2 separate regions of the Zea mays genome follow, and region 2 is linked to region 1. The links are chromatin contacts, called in public Hi-C maps. All regions are on one chromosome and are shown on one strand. Each heading gives the region's core, a stretch centred on a gene start, on an enhancer-like site or on the middle of the called end of the contact. The rest is flanking DNA. Distances are from core to core; before and after follow the strand shown.

The links. Hi-C and Micro-C count contacts between places; a contact is called where the count stands out from the background.
Region 2: a Hi-C map of ear shows a contact between it and region 1, with 5 times the contacts expected there. The contact joins the promoter of LOC103645648 here to the promoter of LOC100280803 in region 1. A contact is called at or near these places in 3 of 25 Hi-C or Micro-C datasets (ear, leaf and tassel).

Annotation. Positions count from the first base shown.
Region 1 is chr1:288,752,094-288,759,412 of Zm-B73-REFERENCE-NAM-5.0, reverse strand. It overlaps LOC100280803 (40S ribosomal protein S29), which reads left to right and starts at 5,721. Exons shown (of 3, transcript NM_001153723.1): 1 at 5,721-5,882; 2 at 6,101-6,200; 3 at 6,869-7,116. The coding sequence starts at 5,821. The coding sequence ends at 6,877.
Region 2 is chr1:289,033,949-289,041,053 of Zm-B73-REFERENCE-NAM-5.0, reverse strand. It overlaps LOC103645648 (coatomer subunit epsilon-1), which reads left to right and starts at 1,904. Exons shown (of 5, transcript XM_020544380.1): 1 at 1,904-2,111; 2 at 2,196-2,251; 3 at 2,327-2,364; 4 at 2,487-2,573; 5 at 2,704-2,725. The coding sequence starts at 1,904. The coding sequence ends at 2,725. It also overlaps the pseudogene LOC103645647.

The sequences.
Region 1 (7,319 bases), core at 4,472-6,971:
AACAAATCATCGGGTTTGGTTGAAGTCTCTAGCGACGTTGTATTTGATGAGACTAATGGCTCTCCAAGAGAGCAAGTTGTTGATCTTGATGATGTAGATGAAGAAGACATTCCAACGGCCGCAATACGCACCATGGCGATTGGAGATGTGCGGCCACAGGACCAAAAGGAGCAAGATCAACCTTCTTCCTCAACAATGGTGCATCCCCCAACTCAAGACGATGAACAGGTTCATCAAGAGGAGGTGTGTGATCAAGGGGGAGCACAAGATGATCATGTAATGGAGGAAGAAGCACAACCGACACCTCCAACTCAAGTTCGAGCGACGATTCAAAGGAATCATCCCGTCGACCAAATTTTGGGTGACATTAGCAAGGGAGTAACTACTCGCTCTAGATTAGTCAATTTTTGTGAGCATTACTCTTTTGTCTCTTCTATTGAGCCTTTCAGGGTAGAAGAGGCCTTGCTAGATCCGGACTGGGTGTTGGCCATGCAGGAAGAGCTCAACAACGTCAAGAGAAATGAAGTTTGGACACTGGTGCCTCGTCCCAAGCAAAACGTTGTGGGAACCAAGTGGGTGTTCCACAACAAACAAGACGAGCACGGGGTGGTGACAAGGAACAAGGCACGACTTGTGGCAAAAGGTTATGCCCAAGTCGCAGGTTTGGACTTTGAGGAGACTTTTGCTCCGGTGGCTAGGCTAGAGTCAATTCGCATATTGTTAGCCTATGTTGCTCACCATTCTTTCAGGTTGTTCCAAATGGATGTGAAGAGCGCTTTCCTCAATGGGCCAATCAAGGAGGAGGTGTACGTAGAGCAACCCCCTTGGCTTCGAGGATGAACGGTACCCCGACCACGTGTGTAAGCTCTCTAAGGCGCTCTATGGACTTAAGCAAGCCCCAAGAGCATGGTATGAATGCCTTAGAGACTTTTTAATTGCTAATGCTTTCAAGGTTGGGAAAGCCGGTCCAACTTTATTCACTAAGACTTTTGATGGTGATCTTTTTGTGTGCCAAATTTATGTCGATGACATAATATTTGGTTCTACTAACCAAAAGTCTTGTGAAGAGTTTAGCAGGGTGATGACTCAGAAATTCGAGATGTCGATGATGGGCGAGTTAAACTACTTCCTTGGGTTCCAAGTGAAACAACTCAAGGATGGCACCTTCATCTCACAAACGAAGTATACACAAGACTTGCTCATGAGGTTTGGGATGAAGGACGCCAAGCCCGCAAAGACTCCAATGGGAACCGACGGACACGTCAACCTCAACAAAGGAGGTAAGTCTGTTAATCAAAAGGCATACCGGTCTATGATAGGGTCTTTACTTTATTTATGTGCTAGTAGACTGGATATTATGCTTAGTGTATGCATGTGTGCTAGATTTCAATCCGATCCAAGGGAGTGCCACCTAGTGGCCGTTAAGCGAATTCTTAGATATTTAGTCGCTACGCCGTGCTTCGGGATCTGGTATCCAAAGGGGTCTACCTTTGACTTAATTGGATATTCAGACTCCGATTATGCTAGATGTAAGGTCAATAGGAAGAGTACATCGGGGACGTGCCAATTCTTAGGAAGGTCCCTGGTGTCGTGGAGTTCCAAGAAACAAACTTCTGTTGCCCTATCCACCGCTGAGGCCGAATATGTTGCCGCAGGACAGTGTTGCGCGCAACTACTTTGGATGAGGCAAACCCTCAGGGACTTTGGCTACAATCTGAGCAAAGTCCCACTCCTATGTGATAATGAGAGTGCTATCCGCATGGCGGATAATCCTGTTGAACACAGCCGCACTAAGCACATAGATATCCGGCATCACTTTTTGAGAGACCACCAGCAAAAGGGAGATATCAAAGTGTTTTATGTTAGCACCGAGAACCAGTTAGCCGGTATCTTTACCAAGCCTCTAGATGAGTCGACCTTTTGCAGGCTGCGTAGTGAGCTAAATGTCTTAGATTTGCGGAACTTGGATTGATTTATAGCATACATGTTTTTTATGCCTTGATTATGTTCCTTAAGCATATTGTTGTTTATTTATGGTGCTCAAGTTGTACAAACACTCCCCGGACCTCAAAAGTCCATGTGTGAGTGATGCACATATTTAGGGGGAGATGTGCTACAACTTGACCCTTTGAGACTAACCATGTTCTTGAGTTCTCTTAATTTAGTCTCAAAGGAGGTTTGAAAGGGAAAAGGTGGACTTGGACCATGCAAGACTTCCACTGCACTCCGAGGAAAGAGTAACTAACTCCAAGTTCATCTTCGTGCTCTTATTGCCTTTTTACTCTTAGTTGAAGATTTTGGTGAGGCAATGGAGTTAGAAGGCCAAAAATGATCCTGTTTTGGTGCTTGATGCTAAAGGGGGAGAAATTAAGGGCCAAAGCAACAAATGGATCAGCTACCACTTGAGAATTTTGAAAATAGTAGAAAAAATATTAGAATAGAGCTTTTGGTTTGACAAAACTCTCTTATTGTCTCTCTTGTCAAAAGTTGGCCTCTTGTGGGGAGAATGGTTGAATATGGGAAAAAGGGAAGTTTTTGAAATTTTTGATCAATCTCTCTTGGAACAACTCTCTTTATGTCTCAACAAGTGTGTTTGACTTAGAGATAGGAAATTGAGGTTGATTTGCAAAAACAAACCAAGTGGTGGCAAAGAATGATCCAAATATGCCAAATTTGAATCAAAATCATTTCTTGTTTGAAATTACATTGATATTGCACTTCTTTTAGTTGCTTTATGTTGTGTTGGCATAAATCACCAAAAAGGGGGAGATTGAAAGGGAAATGTGCCCTTAGGCCATTTCTAAGTATTTTGGTGATTTAGTGTACAACACAAGTGCTTAAGTGTTAAACTATGCCAAATGGTGGACAAAGTGCAAATCAATACAAAGGTATGATTCTAGACTTAGTACATTGGTTTTTGTGTACTAACATATTTGTCTAAGTGCTAGAATCATAGAAAATACAACTAGATATGTCTTGGCTCGAGCAGCCAAGACTCTGCTCAGTCTGGGTGCACCAGGCTGGCTCTGGTGAAAAGGCCGCTCTCGGGAGTTCGGTGGCGGCGTACGGCTAAAATTCACCGGACTGTCCGGTGAGCCAACGGTCGGCCGCGCAATCCGCGCATGACGCGTGGCCGGGCCAACGGTCTGAAGGGGGCACCGGACTGTCCAGTGTGCACCGGACAGTGTCCGGTGCGCCAACGGCTCCAAACTGCCAACGGTCGGCTGCGCCAAAACAGGAAAGAAATCCGCACCGGACAGTGTCCGATGGTGCACCGGACTGTCCGGTGCGCCAGGCGACAGAAGGCAAGATTTGCCTTCCTGGAATGCTCTCAACGGCTCCTAGCTGCCTTGGAGCTATAAAAGGGACCCCTAGGCGCATGGAGAAGCACATCAAGCATTCTCTAAGCATTCCTAAGCACTAAGACTCCAATTTCGCGCATTCGATTCTTTGCGATAGCAACTAGAGCTCCATTTGAGTAGAGAACTCTTTGGGTTGTGTTGTGAGCTCGAGTTGTGACTTGTGTGCGTGTTGTGCTCTGATTTTGTGTCTTGCGTGCGTTGCTCATCCCAGCCTTACTTCTGTGTTTCTTTGTGAACATCAAATTGTAAGGGCGAGAGGCTCCAAGTTGTGGAGATTCCTCGCAAGCGGGATATAGTAAACAAAGCAAAACACCATGGTATTCAAGTGGGTCTTTGGACCGCTTGAGAGGGGTTGATTGCAACCCTCGTCCGTTGGGACGCCACAACGTGGAGTAGGCAAGTGTTGGACTTGGCCGAACCACGGGATAAACCACTGTGCCTATCTGTGTTGATCTTCTTGTGGTTATCGTGTCTTGCAAGAACTCCTCTCTAGCCACTTGGCTTTATTGTGCTAACTCCTAATCAAGTTTTGTGGCATTAAGTTTCAAGTTTTTACAGGATCACCTATTCACCCCCCCTCTAGGTGCTCTCACCTGCAAGAGGTCTGTGCACTCAGACCTAATCCGTTGCAGACAGAGGGGTGCTCGGGCTATTAATGCGTCGTAATTCAGGGGTTCATATGTCATGAATGCTATGAGGCATAAGGGGTATGTAGGTCATGAGTGGGAAGCGGACAGGCGCCCACGTTGTGGCTTGGTGCCAGGCGTGGTTAATGCAGGTAGACATTTATGGCGGCTCGGTCTGGGGCCGGACGCGAGATCCACTCGAGTGGTTCCCTTTCGACATGCCCGTCCTTCTTTGTCAAGCTCCGCCATCCTAGGCCCACGCTCGGTGCCACGGGGTTCGACCGGGGGCCAGTCCTTCCAGAGTTGGCACACCTGCCTCTTCTGACTGACTAACGGGCCCCAACAATGAGGGGATCTTTCCTCAGCGCGCTCACTAGTCAGCGGGCCACAGGGACCAGGGATCATTTCCCTGACATATTTATCACAATTGTTGTTGTTGTTGTCCCTTGTTTAAACTCAAGATTCACTGAAAATAGATATAACATATTTGATATGTTATTTACCGAGCCATCATTTTGATATAGAGGATCTAGCATATGAACTATGTTCTTGCTTTGTTGCGGCCAATATTGGCGAGGATCCATCATGCTTCCTCTAAATATTGTTGGTTTTCACTGGGGTTTTCTTGAGCCCAGTGTCGGAGCCTGTCTAGACCCGGTCACGTGCCCCAATTCAGCCTATGATGACCTAGGTCACGCTAGCCTCTTAGGCTCTAGACTCAGTCTATCTCATTCCATGATGTTCGAACTCTAGGTCACCACCCATCCCATGCCAAACCCTAATGTGTAGCGCCAGCCTCTAGGCTCCCTCTCCAGCAACCAACCACTAGCTTGCGTGCACTCGCCCATGACGGCCGCCAATGCGCTCACCCACGCCCGTGCCACACCTTTCCTCCTTGTTCCCTTCTTATTAGAGTTAATCCATTAGCCCTATGATATGTGTCACTGATGACTATGTGCATGTTGTTCATTTAATTTTAATTGTGGGGATATTTTAATTTTTTTAATCAGGACATACGGTGCAACAAATGTTTGTTGAGACACTTAGCTATAATGGAAATGGCAGTGTCAATACTTTTCCCATAACTTTCGAGTGAAATTGTAGAGTCCTTTACACAAATCAGATACCTCCACTGGACATTCTTGTGTTTTTTATTCATCTGATATGTGCATGCTATGATATGAGTTAGAAGTATTATTTGGATCGAAGGGATTAAATTTTAGTCCTAGCATATACTCACATAAGATGTTTGGATGCCAATTAGAAGTATTAAATGTAGTTTAATTATAAAAATAATTACACAGATAAGGATTAAATAGCAAGACAAACCTATGAAGCTTAATTAGTATATGATTCGCCCATGTGATGTTATAGTAAACATTTATTAATCATAAACTAATTAGGCTTAATAAATTTGTCAAGACGTTTAATTTTGTGTATCTAATTAGTTTCCTAGTTAAACTATATTTAATAGTCGTAATTGATATTCAAATGTCTGATATGTCATGGATTAAACTTTAGTTACGGAAACAAACGCCCTTAGTTTTTTTTACTGTTGTAGATAGATGAACTTTGGCAAAAACAAAATGATAAATGAAATTTTTCTGGAAGAATAAAGAAAGATCACATATCGGGCCAAGTTTGGGTTCAATTTAAGCACCAAGATAGATCAAGTCATCTTTGTTGGGTTGGTCTAATGAAAAGCCCAGTGAAGCAATGCCATCCATCTCCTACAGAAGAAGCCGAACGTTTTCGGTTCCGCTCAGAGTCATAAGCCAGGTCAGACTAGGTTAGGGTTTACCTGTGAGGCCTGCTCCCCTGCCGCCGCCGCCATGGGACACTCCAACGTGTGGAACTCGCACCCCAAGAACTACGGCCCTGGATCTAGGGTTTGGTAATCCTCTATTCCTCTAGTTCCTTCGCCCCACTTAATCGCCGATATCATTTTATATACATGTCATCTGTTTAATCCGTCATGTTGTGGCATGAGCTTGTAGTTAAGATTTTAGCGCTTTAGCCCAAGTAGATTTGCTTGCCCTTACGTTTGTTGGTTTTTGTACTTCGTACTCGATGATGGCGATTGTTGATGGATGCCATGGTGTGTGATTGCAGCCGTGTGTGCGCTAACCCCCACGGCTTGATCCGAAAGTACGGGCTCATGTGCTGCAGACAGTGCTTCCGCAGCAACGCCAAGGACATTGGCTTCATCAAGGTACTGGCCAAAAGTTTCCGGCCTCTGCTTCCTTCCCTGCAACATAAGCCTGCGTTAGGTAGTGGTTACCTGTTTCATTGGTTGGGTAATCTATGACCTACCGTTTCTTCTGTTCTATTATGCCATGGTCCATGGTATGTTTCGCCGTGATGTATCTGTGTTGGTCCAGCTGGTACTAGTTTAAATAGTCTGTTACTGGCTTCTTAGAACTTGAAGCAATGTCCATGGCGCCCATATTGTTGCACTTATATGCCCATTGCCAATACTTTGTTGGATTTTGCATATCCTGTTCTGTAGGGTAGGTCTTAGTTTAGTTGTTTGCATTCGAATTAGTGTCTTTCTGGATTTTGAGTGTCATCTCTATGCGGACACATAGCAGACTGCTGTGATTATGGTGAATTGTCCCATGATTCCCAGATTTTGGCACCTCAGCAATTTGGAACCAGGGTCAAGTTTCTTATTGCAAGAGTTCGTTAATAATTAACATCTTTTTACTGCTCCGCTTGTGTGTAAGCTCTGAAGCATGGTTGTTTCCATATCCAACCATAGTTTCTTATGATCTAGAGCTTCCAAATGACTCTTTTATGATGAAGATGCCATGCATTTTAGTCGTGGTAAACAGTTGTGCTGTGGCTTCTTATTTGAAAAGTTGCATTCTTTTTATGCAGTACCGCTGAAACTTGGGGAGCTCCAAAGCATGGCAATAATGGAAGCATGGATGGGGACCTAAAAGATAGCCTGTACTCTTATTCTTATGATAAAACCATGTAATGAATTGTTTGGCTTTGTGTGGACGAAGTTGGTGTATTCTAGATGGTACTCTTGAATCTTGATGCTTCCCTGCTATGCTAGCTGAGCATGTCGAACCGCTATGAATCAGACAATACAGTATCAATGTTACCACTCAGTCTTGTTATTTGCTGCTGCGTATGGGGAGTGATCGACAGTCTCCGCCGTGCATTGATTGTTTGTTTGTAGAGGTTGGAGTGGATTTGGATAATCCTAAATCCAATTGGATCTGCCTGACCACCCTATCTGATGGCTGTGTTAGATGGACATAAAAACCTTAGCCTTGTGTTAATACTAGGGATAGATCATAGATTGGACCATACTGATTGG
Region 2 (7,105 bases), core at 655-3,154, 290 kb before region 1:
ACATCTTGAAAGCACTGGAGAACCCACTAAGGGTGGTGCGGGAGCAGGAAGAGTTCCAATCCAGTCCATCTCACCTCAGAAGTACCCCATCCCAGGGCTCTTGGCGTTTTGCCTTCCATGGAAACAAGTACCACAGCTGGGAGGCCATGCCAACGTCGGGGCAAGCACTTGCTCGGAAAAATACAGCGAAGTCTCAGGGGACCGAGGGGAGTGACGAGGACGAAGAGAACTCGTTCTCGTTCAAGAGGGCTTCACGGGACGATTTTCCGGATCCCATAGAGTTTGAAGGAGGTGTTGTTGTGAAGGAGTACCCGCAGACTAGCTAGCGATACTTGATGTGCATCTCTTTGATGTCTCTAGGTGAAAAGCTGTGTATACAGAATAGATAATTTTTCCCCCTCCTTTCTCTTTACTTGTTTATCTCAGTCGATTGAAATGGAATAAATGGCGCACTGCGTGTGCCATCCTTGAAATGCAAGCCAATTTTAGTGGTTGATCCAGCTGTGGACTTTCAGGTTGGGGGGTTCTGAAAGTGAATTGTAGTGGAGAGCAGTTTAAGCCTTAGCCGGGAGGTGGTTCTGGTCGTTGGGTTGAATGGGATCATACTTCTGCAGCTGAAAACTTTTGAGCATGGCCACTGGTGCGTACTGAGTGTGATAGAGCATTCATCTGCAGCTGCAGTTTCATCCGGTGAGCTTGAACACCGAAGACGAAATGGAGGGCACCTCCATGGTCTGTTGTAGCTTCTGTTGAGTTTGAAAACGGACAAAAGAAGCAATCTGAACATTATGGAGATCGGTGACAGCAGACTAGTGCCATGGACGGATGGCACGCAGTTCTGGAGATCGGCGACAGCACTGCCCGCCCCCTCCGCGAGACAGCACCAGTTACGGGAGGTGGAGCTGGACCTCTTGTATAGATAGAATAAAGAAGCACTTCAATCCATACGGGAGAGAGAGAGAGAGAGAGAGAGAGAGAGAGAGAGAGAGAGAGGGCAGCTTATTTCTGACGTAAATCCGCGCGGAATTGGAGTTGGGTTTAACCCGACGCTGGATCAGCTGGTCCAGGACATCGGTGACTCGTTTTGGCTTCAGGCTCTGGTGGGACAGTGAGACTCGAGCCCGAGCGGGGGAAGTTAAGCCTGGCAAACTCAATCTATTACTACTCTATAAGACCCTATTGTAGGCGTGCACAAGTGCACCGTGTTCTGCCCGTCCTCCTCACGCGCAATCTCAGGAATCCCCGCCATCATCGTCCTCCCCACGCGCAATCTCAGGAATCCCCGCCATCATCGGCCCTAGCGCACCTTCCTTCGACAACCTTCCATATGAATCATCCATCGCGTCCGTGCTCCCCCTCGCGCAATCCTACCGCACTCGCTCCCGAAATCGGCCGCCACGACGCCGCACGCCATGGCTCCTGCCCAGCAGCTGCAGCTCCCTCCGCCTCTGGTGGTTTGGCACGCCGCCTCCTCGCCCAGATCCGTCCATGGTCCGCCCCTCCGGCCTCGCCCAGCTCCAAAGCTCCCTCCTGCTCGCGGGCACGCGGCCTCGCCCTTGGGGACAGGCCCTGGGCCGCCGTCTCGGCTCGCGTCCACCTCGTCCAGCGTCACAAGTGGCGCCGCCGCCGGTGCCGGCTACTTCGATCTCCCGCCCGTCGTCGACTCGTCCAGCAGTACCTACGCTCTGAAGCCGATCCCCTCGCCGGTGGCGGCGACGTCCGCTGACCCGTCCCGGGACTCGGCGTGGGAGCCCAAGCGGAAGCGAACTGGCCCGTGCGTCCCCCGCATCAACTCGAACCGAAGGGACGACCGAGCGGAGTCTAGACTCAAGAGCAACCACGACCTCCCGGATCTCTCTCCCACCCAAGCCTCGTCGCCGCCGTCTTCTGCTGCACTGCAGCGATGGCCTCCCCCGACCTGCTCTTCAATCTGTGGAACCTCTTCTACCTGGGCGCCTACCAGGCAGCCATTAACAACATCGACATCCCGGGCCTCGACGCCGACGCCGCCGCTGAGCGCGATGCCATCGTCTTCTGCTCCTACATCGCCCTCGGCTCCTACCAGGTGCGAACACATTGGGCGTCAGGCGCCTCACCGCTAGCTCGCCGCAGTTGGTTCCGGCTATGATAGGTGGGCACGCGCGCATGCCTTTCTGTGTTTGTGCAGCTGGTAATCAGCGAGATCGACTCGTCAGCCGCTACCTCGCTGCAGGCCGTGAAGCTGCTCGCTCTGTACCTCACTGGAGACAAGGTTAGTGCGCTAGATCTGAATTGTCGCCTCTGATCTGGCTTTAATCGCGCTCTGCTGATCTGGATCTGGCTTTAGTTTTTCACCATCTGCAAGAGTGGCTCCCTTCAAGTGCGGTAACAGCTTAGTTTTTCACCATCTGCAGATAATGTAGAATGTGGGGAGCGTACAATAGATGTAATAAACTCTTGCAAAGCTTTGCGAGATGCTTCTCTCTCGAAAACTCTTTTTCGTTTAGCTTCTGCAGCAGCCTGTTGCTTCAGCCCTTCTTTGCGTACAAAATGCATCCAGACTTTATCCTCAACTTGCAACCGAGCCCTCCAAGGTAAAAGCATAAGCTAATTTTTTAGTGAATCATTTTTTATTGAAAAATTGTAGATCATTGTTTTCCATTTCAATTTTTTATCCATTATGTCAAATGCGGTCATGTATTATTTCATGTTGTTTGTGTTCAGGAATGGTTTAGTCTATACATGATTCTGACTAAATGTAACAGAAAATCTTTTTACTGATTAATCAGATAATTGATTTAGTGATGAAAGTCTGGATGGTCGCTGTCTGAATTATATTTCCTCCCAGAAAAAAACACGACACCAGTAGTGCTTTTCCTTTTCTCAAGATCACCTGCATGGTCGCTGTCTGAATATCCCAACAATTCGGAGTTGTCCCCTTTTACATACCTACAGCCGTATTGTGTTGTACCAGCCACATATCTTACAATTCTTTTAATGGCAGTCCAGTGTTCAGAATTTGGTGTCTCCATAAACCTGCTCACCATTCCCACAAAATATGCTAGGTTAGGTCTGGTGTTTACAAGATATCTCAGACTCCCAACTATACTTTTGTACTTGGTAGCAGCTAACACCTTGTCAGGTTTTCCAGGTATTAACTTGCATTGTTGCTCCATTGGAATGTCAACTGGATTACACCCTTTCATCCCACAGACTTCAATGATTTTATCAGCATATGCGCTTTGACAAATAGTGATTTCACCAGGCTTTTGTGTAACTTCTATACCAAGGTAATAAATCAGCAGTCCAAGGTCACTCATACTGAACCTTCCTTTCATTTGCTGTTTGAACACCTCTATCTACTTGTTATCTGGCCCACAAATAATGAGATCGTCCACATATACACCTATGAGTAACCGAGACGCATTCTTTCCTTTTTTATAGACAGCATGTTCTTTTGGGCTTCTTTTAAAACCCAAACTTACTAGCTCCTTGTCAAGTCTGGCATTCCAGGCTCTGGGAGCCTGTTTGAGTCCATATAATGCCTTGTTCAGCTTCAAGAATCAAGACCCTTTCTGCACAGGTTGGATCAATGAAACCAGGTGGTTGTTTAACATAGACTTCTTCACAAAGTTCTCCATTTAAGAATGCAGATTTCACATCCATGTGATGCACCTCCCACTCCCTTTGTGCAGCTAGAGCCAGTAAAATTCTTACTGTCTCCAACCTTGCCACAGGAGGAAAAACTTCATCATAGTCTATCCCTTGGACTTGAGCATACCCCTTTGCAACCAGCCTAGCCTTATGTTTCACAATTCTCCCTGATGGATCTTTCTTTACCTTGAATACCCACTTCAGTCCTATTGCCTTTTGACCCTTTGGCAGATCAGCAGCCACCCAGGTTCCATTTTGATGAATGGACTCCATTTATTCCTCCATGGCCTTTCTCCAGCATGCCTCTTCTAGAGCTTGTTCTATGTTCATTGGCTCATCAGCTGCTAACATGCACACCCCACTATATTCAAAATCAAGTACTTCATTTGCTGAGTCATACAAATCTGCAATTGTTTTGTATCTCTTTGGTACCCCTGCTGAAAACTGAGGACTCTGCTCAGGAGGAGATACCCAACCTGTAGCTGTACTTGACCCCTGACTTTGAGGTGAATTTGGAGCATGAGAGGGTCCTGCTTCACTATTATGCGTAGCTGAGAGTTCTCCCTCTGGTGAACCCCCATCTGCCGCTTCACTATACCCCCTCTTTACACTCACTGTGAAGTACATCAACCCTTTGCATCTATGCTTATTTGCTTTGCTATTAGGATTGGATGCGCTTCAGTGTTGCCTTCTGGCACACGTTCTGTGGTACTAGCGCTGATCCTTTCGGTGCTCCTACAATGACTTGGCCTTGGGAGGATGGCACAAATTCGTTGGCCATGGCTAAGAGAAGAAGTATGATGATCGCCTAACCTACCTTTGTGCTTTAGTCCTAGCCTTCTGGGTTATGTTTTGGTCTGTTTGTTGGAAGAACTAACTTCTGTTTCAACTGACATTTCAGTGAGAGCTCACTTTGAGTTCATGGAGAAGTTGGGAGTCAACAAATGGTGCTTCCATGACAGGGATATTGCCCCGGATGGGAAGACACTTGAAGTATGTCCATCAGTTGTGTTGTATACTTCTGTTAATGCATGAACTCATAAGTATAATTGGCTTGGTCTGTTATTGCTATCGCAGAAGCAATTTTCAGTATTCAACCTTACAATTGGTTCGATAGCTGTGTCCTTCAGTTATGTTTCATGTGTGCTAACAGTTAATAAATGAAGCCAGTAAAGTGGCTTGGTGGAGTTATCTACGATACTGTTTTAAGAGCAACCTTAGAAATTACATATGGTTCTGGTTGTTATGGGTCGATTTGTTATTGGATGCTACTAATTATCTATTGGACTATGTATTGAGCATACAATTATGATTCCTGATGTGTTCCAGCTATCTTATGCTCACATAAAAGGATTCATTTTGATTTTATTTCATTCACACCCATCTGACTATAGGAAAAACTCATCTGTAAATGAAGCAGCAAACATTTCATCTCCTGTTAGATACTTTTTAAGATGAAGTGTTGCAACAACTGACGACTTTAGTTCAGTAACATTACTCTTAGAAGTTTCCTAAGACTTATTCTCACACTGCAGGAAACAAATTCTAACTTGGATGAGATAGTCCAGCTGGCAAAGCAGCTGCAGGTTAGTTTAACCTTTAAATTGCTGGCACTTAGCTGTACCCCACCATTTTGCATTACCCTGTTTGCTTTTTTTTTTAATTCCATTTAGGGTGAGACCAATATAAAGCCATTGTGGGGTACCGCACAGCTCTTTATGCATCCACGTTACATGCATGGCGCTGCTACGAGGTTGGTATCTTGTTGGATTGTTGGTTTTGTGTGTTCTAAACAAAGTTATGAACTCGGAGTATGACTAGAGATGAATATTAATCACTCTTCATTAATGTTGCAGCCCAGAGGTTAAAGTATATGCTTATGCGGCAGCACAAGTTAAGAAAGCTTTGGAGGTGGGTTATCTGTGATCACCATGATCAATCTTCCTTCATTTCGCCCAATTTTTTATTTGACCTTATCTCCTTGCAGGTCACTCACTACCTAGGTGGTGAAAACTATGTGTTCTGGGGTGGAAGAGAGGGTTACCAAACTCTTCTGAATACTGATATGAAGAGAGAACTTGACCATCTGGTATGAATGGGGTTTATTTGCCGATTCTGTCTTAGCTTTACTTTGTGGCCAAATTATCTGATTGTTTGCTGGATTTGTCCAGGCTAATTTTCTTCAAGCTGCTGTTGACTACAAGAAGAAGATTGGATTCAACGGTAATTCAGTCCCGTTTCTTTATGATTACCCGTTCCAATGTCCATAACTTTGACATAGTGCATTGTCTTTACTATGCCAATTTGGTGACAGAACTAAAATTTTATTATGTATTTCAGGAACACTATTGATAGAGCCTAAACCACAGGAACCAACAAAACACCAGTACGCTACTTACTCAGTAATGGATTAGCAAAGTATCCTACAGGATTCAGAAACATTTATCCTTGTTTCTCTGGCAGGTATGACTGGGATGTTGCGACTACGTTTGCTTTTCTACAGAAGTACGGTCCTACAGGTAATATAAGTTTTCATATTTTTGGAATGTGAATACATTGTCAACAAGTTTCTGTGAGTGAAGCTTGTGTGAGATTAACTGTTTGTTCTAAAAGTACACCTTTTTACTGTTTCACATGACATAGGAGAGTTCAAGATTAATGTTGAGTGCAACCATGCTACTCTATCTGGACACAGGAAAGGTTTTTTTGCTTGGCTAAATTGAGTTGAATAATAGCTTAAAGATTTGCATGTTAAACTTGCAGCTGCCATCATGAATTGGAGACTGCACGGATTAATGGGCTGCTTGGAAATATCGATGCAAACACTGGTGATCCTCAAGTTGGTATGTGTCACTGTTGTATATAACTCCTTTGTTTTTTAATAAGCGTATGACCCGATATTATTTGTGTTACACTAGAAACATACATGCATTTCTTTATTCTTTTCTAGAGAGAGAAAATTAAAAAATGAGGCATGCATAGTAACTTACCTTACCGTTATGGACAGGTTGGGACACAGATCAGTTCATGACAGACATTGCAGAGGCTACTTTGGTTATGTCAAGTGTAGTTAAGAATGTGAGTGGCATGAACCAGCTCTCTCCCTTTTTACTCAAATCCACATTGCCTATGTACTTCCCAGTTGCACTCATATGAGCTGCTGCGTTTTTGTTTAACAGGGTGGACTTGCACCTGGTGGTTTCAACTTTGATGCCAAATTGTCAGTACCTTTTGTGTAGGTTGTAACATTGCTCTATGGCTTCAATCAGGCTAGGAAAGGAGACTTTGAGACGCTAGAAAAGAAGGTTCTAGAGTGGGGTGAGCCCGCTGTTGCATCCGGCAAGCAGGCAAATGTATTGACAGTCTAGGCGTCCTCTCCACCTGTGCGCTGATGGTTGCTGATTAGGTATGTCATGATGTGCAGGAACTGGCGGAGATTCTGTTCCAATCTGCCCTATAGATGGTGCCATGA